Regions from separate parts of the Sus scrofa genome. Here region 2 is linked to region 1. The links are chromatin contacts, called in public HiChIP or PLAC-seq maps. All regions are on one chromosome and are shown on one strand. The core of a region is the stretch at or near the end of the contact, and the rest is flanking DNA. Distances in the headings are between cores, read along the strand shown. Region 1 overlaps BORCS7 (BLOC-1 related complex subunit 7). Region 2 overlaps PCGF6 (polycomb group RING finger protein 6).

Evidence for each region. HiChIP or PLAC-seq counts read pairs in DNA pulled down with a chosen protein or histone mark.
Region 2: a contact with region 1 is called in an H3K27ac HiChIP or PLAC-seq map of skeletal muscle, with 3 times the contacts expected there. The contact joins two enhancer-like sites. A contact is called at or near these places in 1 of 47 Hi-C or Micro-C datasets (omental adipose tissue) and 2 of 2 datasets of contacts at active chromatin or transcription factors (alveolar macrophages and skeletal muscle).

What each region holds. Positions count from the first base shown.
Region 1 is chr14:113,837,888-113,841,030 of Sscrofa11.1, reverse strand. BORCS7 (BLOC-1 related complex subunit 7) reads right to left here. Exons shown (of 5, transcript NM_001244615.1): 2 at 791-853; 3 at 637-680. Among named protein-coding and RNA genes, the nearest start is that of AS3MT, 4.6 kb to the left of the region's middle. Within about 2 kb of position 1,525, at least 23 of the 83 cell types and tissues checked have an H3K27ac peak or open chromatin away from gene starts, as enhancers often do. A contact at or near this core is called in skeletal muscle, where this site is marked.
Region 2 is chr14:114,185,557-114,188,513 of Sscrofa11.1, reverse strand. All of the region lies in intron 10 of PCGF6 (polycomb group RING finger protein 6), which reads left to right. Among named protein-coding and RNA genes, the nearest start is that of NT5C2, 20 kb to the right of the region's middle. Within about 2 kb of position 1,618, at least 16 of the 83 cell types and tissues checked have an H3K27ac peak or open chromatin away from gene starts, as enhancers often do. A contact at or near this core is called in skeletal muscle, where this site is marked.

The sequences.
Region 1 (3,143 bases), core at 276-2,775:
TTTTAAAAATCAAGAGTTCGATTCCCAACCCAGATATTTCCAAGAGGTACATAAGTATAGTATCGACGACATAAAATAAAAAGCAAAATGAAATGAGATGAAAAGTTAATTAAATTATAATTTTGTCCAAAACTATAATGGAGAAGGGATCTCTTATCTTTCAAAACCTCCTGGATGATTTATATATAGTTAGAGCTGGGTTACACATGGGAATGTAAGATAAAGGTCAGTTAGACATGATTCCCAGGGAAGGTGCAGACACGCCAGGAAAGACCTCAGGCACAGACAACTGACATGTACTGATTAAAGTGCCTACTGGGTGCCAGGTGCAGTGCATGCGTGTGGTCCTGGCCTGGGCCCCACCCTTGCGGGGTTTACAGTCTCTCCCTCTAAGGAGCTCTCAAATTACTAGAGAGGTTCACAATGGTGGTCCCTGCTCTGATTGCACCCCATACCCCAACTTCTTCTGCAGTCTCAGGCAGCTCTTCCAGAGGGAACACATCCTTGACTGACCCCACCTTTACTCCCAGCCCCTCCCTCCGAGGGAAAACATGCTTAAGACAAAGGTCACAAGAGGCAGCCTGGGCAAGATGACGGAGAAGCAAGTGCAGCAGTCACTGGAGAGGGCATACTCACTGGTATTGAAGATGTGTTGTTATTATGGCCATTTTCCTTAAACTCTGCATAAAAGAAAAAAAAAAAAGAGAGAGAGAGAAATAGAACATTCCACTTCCCTGTAGCCACACAAACGATGCATATAAAACCCACCCCATAACAAATTGTTTCTTACATCCTCTGAGTGCAAGATGGCATCTTCCTGTAGTACCATGTTTCGAGCTGCCTGACCTAACAGCTGGAAGACAAAAATAAAATGGTAATAATCAAAATGTCCCAACTTCCTGTAATCTTCCCTCTGCAGCTGTTATACCACCACCCTCTCTCCTCCCCCCACTCTCCCACCCCATACAAATACAAACCCTCCAAATGTAATGGAGCATAATTTCCCATTTGTTCACACTGAAAATCTATTTCATTGTTACTACGGCAGTTCTGGCATGGGCTCCACCTCTGTTCCAAAGGCCACTGAGAAATCAAGTCTTCCCCAACTGCTGAGCTTATTAATCAAGGGCGAAGAGGAAAAGCCTGTGAAAAGAAACTGGCTCCACAGGCCTAGTGAGAACGTAACACTTGATTCTTTCAAGGCAAATCTGAGATTTGGGGTGGTTTGTGAAGCCTGAGAGGGCAGGAGTTAGGCTAGGATTTTAGGGGGATAGAAGGAATTTAAGCTATTCAGGAATGGAACGAGAGACACAGAGGGAAAAAAAGACCTGGGAAGAAAGATCCCTGGGATTTTAAAGTGGAAAACTGCCAAGTGAAGCTGGGGGCGAGAGAAGGAGAAATGTGGCAGCAGATTTTAAAGAGTTCACTGAGGGCTGGGCCCTGAGGCCGAGGCAGAAGGCTAAGTGAGCTGTTTCCACTGGGTGGCCTGTGGTCAGGAGAGCTGACTCTGCACTGAGTGGCAAGAAGAGATTAACAGAGGTTTCTGGCCTGCTGCGGCACACTGATCTGGACAGACATGAAGTCCGGCCATGTAAGGGAGCCACGGTCACGTGTGCCTACCAACCTTCCCTGTCCCCTTGCATGAGAGAGGTTCCCGTAAAAGGAAGACGGATGACTTCAAATTAACCAGGAACAGGAGCACTTGCTCCAGCCTCCAGATTCCCCTCACAGCAAATTATTTTTCTTTTTCTTTTTAAGTTTAAAAATTAAACTTTACAAGGAGTTCCCTTGTAGCACAGTGGGTTAAGTAGCCAGTGTTGTCATTGCCACAGCCTGGGTCACTGCTGTGGCACAGGTTCAAACCCTGGCTAAGGACTTTCTGCCTGCCGCAGGCGTGGCCAAAAAAACAAACAAAAACAAACCAACTTTATGAGCTTCTAAAGGCAAAACAAGAAAAGAAGACCTTCCGCCCAACCTCTTCCCCTCCCCAGTATCTCTCCCCCAGATATAAGTATTTTTTATTAGTTTTTGGTTTATCTTTCCATTGTTCCTTTATAAAACAATGGACATATGAATATGTTCTGCCCTCCTTACTTTTTTTTTTTTTTTTTTTTGTCTTTTTGCTATTTCTTGGGCCGCCCCTGCGGCATATGGAGGTTCCCAGGCTAGGGGTCGAATCGGAGCCATAGCCACCAGCCTGCGCCAGAGCCACAGCAATGCGGGATCCAAGCCACGTCTGCAACCTACACCACAGCTCACGGCAATGCCAGATCGTTAACCCACTGAGCAAGGGCAGGGACTGAACCCTCAACCTCATGGTTCCTAGTCAGATTCGTTAACCACTGCGCCACGACGGGAACTCCCCTCCTTACTTTTAATGTCACCTACCGTATGTGCTACTCCAGACTCAGCCGTTTTCACCTGATAATACACACTGAGACGGATCTGCAGCTGTGGATCCTGATTCTCCACCTTGTTGTTTTAGAGCTGCTAAGCCGCCCCAGTATTCAGCTGGTCTTCCGCTACCACTAAAGACTTGGGGCTGTTTCCAGTCTTTTGCTTAAGTAGTGCTACAAAAAAATACCTTATATATCTTTGTATCTTTTTGCCAGCATAACTTTGGAATAGACTCAGAATCTTGATTGTGACCGCTAGATCAAAGGGTTTTAATTTTGCTACCTATTACCAAACTCCTCCCCCACCCTGTTAAGGTTATAACACTTTGCATTCCCGGCACAAGCACGAGGGTATGTGAATTCCTGTTCCCTCCATGGGGAACACTTTTTTTTTTTTTTTTTTGGCTGCGCCCTCAGCAGGGATTGAATTCCCTGGGACTGAACCTGCACCACTGCAGTGATCCAAGTCACAGCAGTGACAAGACTTGTTCCTTAATCAGTAGGCCACCAGGGTACTTCCTTGTGGCCACTTTTAAGTGGCAAACTCCAAACTCCTATAGATGGGGGACGCTGATTGACATTTCTGCCATTGACTGACGGCAGAAAGAAAAGTTTCTAACAGAATCTTCCTCATTCATTCAACAAATATTTATGAAGTGCTTATGAGCCAGTAAGAGACATAGGCCCCGTCCTCACAGGGTTCACAATCTGAGATTACCAAGAGGACAAAGGTACTATAATACCTGT
Region 2 (2,957 bases), core at 369-2,868, 350 kb before region 1:
GAGCTGTGGTGTAGGTTGCAGACTCGACTTGGATCCCGCGTTGCTGTGGCTCTGGTGTAGGCCGGCTGCTACAGCTCCGATTAGACACCTAGCCTGGGAACCTCCATATGCCGAGGGTGCATCCCTAGAAAAGCCAAAAAAAAAAAAGAAATATGGATACCAGCCCTCTGCCCATTTTTGAATCAGCTAGTTTTTTTTTGATGTTATTCTTCCATTCCATGATTTGCCCTTTTTCTCTGTTAAGAGTATATTTTGGTGCACAAACATTTTTAATTTTGATGTAATCCACTTTATATTTTCTTTGTTGCCTGTGCTTTTGATATCGTATTCGCCAATAATTTTTTTTTTTTTGTCTTTTGTCTTTTTAGGGCCGCACCCACAGCACATGGAGGTTCCCAGGCTAGGGGTCCAATCAGAGCTATTGCTGCTGGCCTATGCCACAGACACAGCAATGCCAGATCCCAGCTGTGTCTGTGACCCACACCACAGCCCACGGCAAAACCGGATCCTCAACCCACTGAGTGAGGCCAGGGATCGAACCTGAAACCTCATGGTTCCCAGTTGGATTTGTTTTCCACTGCGCCACGACAGGAACTCCTCACCAACAATTTTTAAATACATAAATGTATATCCTTCCACTGTCTGTTTATCATCCTGCCATGGTTTCCCTCTTTCAGACTCCTTCATGATCTAGTCTTTGTACTTCTTCCGTCTTACCTCTTGGTGAGAGCTTCACCCAAATTGTACTTATCAAGTCATTATGAATTACTGCATAGCTCTGAGCAGTCACCATTCTTTACACTGGCTAGCCCACTTCCTCTCCCTCCTCTCTTTTCACTAAACTACCTTTCATTCACATTTTAAGGCTTCTTCAGGAGTTCCATGGTAGCTCAGTGGGTAAAAGATCCAGCATTGTCACTGCAGCAACTCAGGTCATTTTTGCGGCTTGAGTTTGATCCCTGGCCCTGGGAACCTCCACATACTAAGGGAATTGGCCAAAATAATAATAATTATAGTAGTAGTAGTAGTAATAATACCTCTGTAAGTACCTCCTCCTCCAGGAAGACTTCTTTGACTTTTCCAGCGTTACAAGTCTTCCTTGTCCTTCCGTTGTTTACTTTTACTATAACACATATCAGACTGCTTTAAGTGTTGACTCATTTATGTATGTCCTATTCCTCCAGGTAGGCTGTAAATTCCTTAAGGGCAAGGGCCCTATCCCTATCTTGTCATCCGCATGCTGCTCAAACTGAGTCGAACAATTAAACTGGGATCTCTGCCACTGTGCAGTTGTTTTGACCTTCAGAAGACTAGTTAAACTCCGTGGGCCTCAGTTTTCTCATAACCTTAACTGTGGTGACTTATTGAGATTATATTTGTAAAGTGCTTGGTGCTTGCTCTGGCCCAGAGTAAATGGTCAACAGAAATGAGCTGTTATTCTCAGCAACATGTTGACCGGATAGCTCAAACGCTTAATCAGGTGTATGACTTCAGACAAAATTCTTCAGTTCCCAAGGCCTCAGTTTTTCCTTCTGTAAAGCGAGATGTTCCTGGAGCCTTGGTAGCAGCTGTTCCCAAATGAGGCTACTCATTGCAATCATCTGGGGAGCTTTAAAAATACTGTTGTCTAGGTCCCTCCCCCAAAGGCTCTGATTTAATTGGCGTGCAGTACAGCCAGGCAAGGGTATTTTTCCCTGGTGATTCTAATGTTCAGCCAGAATTGTGAACCACTGATCTAAAGTTTCTTCCAGATATAACATGTGGAGATAACAAGTTGAGCTGCCAGGATTCTTTGGAGGCAGGAGAAGGGACTGCCTCCCAGCATTCCTCTGCTATCACCCTTTGTTAGTGGAGCAGGAAGCGTTATTGAACAGGCTCACTAAGCTGGAATTCCAAGAGTATTTGTAGATTCCTGAGTGTTTAATACTTAGAGAGCTTACTCCATCCCAGAGAGACCTGGGGGACCAGGACTCCGAGAAAGAAGAAACTGGCTTCTCCTTGCCCCACTGCTCTAAGCCAAGGCCTAGGAGTCTACCCTGGAGCCTTGTACTGTGGGGTCCTGGTTGGGCTGGAGGAGAAGGTGGAGGGAAGGATCCCTGGTAGAAACCTAGTTATAACTTGGGGCCTTGACCAGGTTATAAATACACATTCTTCTGGTGCTTTTAAACCAGGATCAGAGCCATTACTTATATGATTCCCAAAACAACTTTGAGAAATACAGAGCAGACATTACTGCCTCCGTTTCATAGAAGAGAAAAACAAGTTTCCGAATTGTTGAAGGCCTCACACTGTGGGTTAGCAGCAGGGCCAGCATGATGGGTCCTGGGGTCTGACTCCGCTTCCTGGCCTCTCACCGTGTCTGGGAAGAAAACACACCCAGCGTGAGATAATAGAAAACATAATAGCGGTCTCTTTCCCTGGTTTCTGGCACAGAAGATCCCAAAATGCTTGTAATTTCCTGGGTAATGGGGCTCTTTGTTCTATTGAGGTGACTCTGGGTGGCTCCTGGATGAGCACCGGAAAGACCAAGCCATGATTAGAAGCTTGGAATTTTTCTTTTTTCTTTTTCTTTGTTTGTCTTTTTAGGGCTGCGCCCGCGGCATATGGAGGTTCCCAGGCTAGGGGTCTAATCGGAGCTATATAGCTACCGGCCTGTACCACAGCCACAGCAACGCCAGATTCGAGCCTGTTTTCGACCTACACCACAGCTCATGGCAATGCTGGATCCTTAACCCACTGAGCAAGGCCAGGGATCAAACCCACAACCTGATGGTTCTTAGTTGTATTCGTTTCCGCTGCACCACGACAGGAACTCCAGAAGCTTGGAATTTTCATCCCTGGCCCCCATTCTCGTAAGAAGGGAGATGGGCTGGAAATGGAGTTATATCAGTCATGCCCAGGTAATGAAACCTCCATAAAAAGTTGGTAGCTCCCAAAAGTTTGGAGCTCAGGGAGCT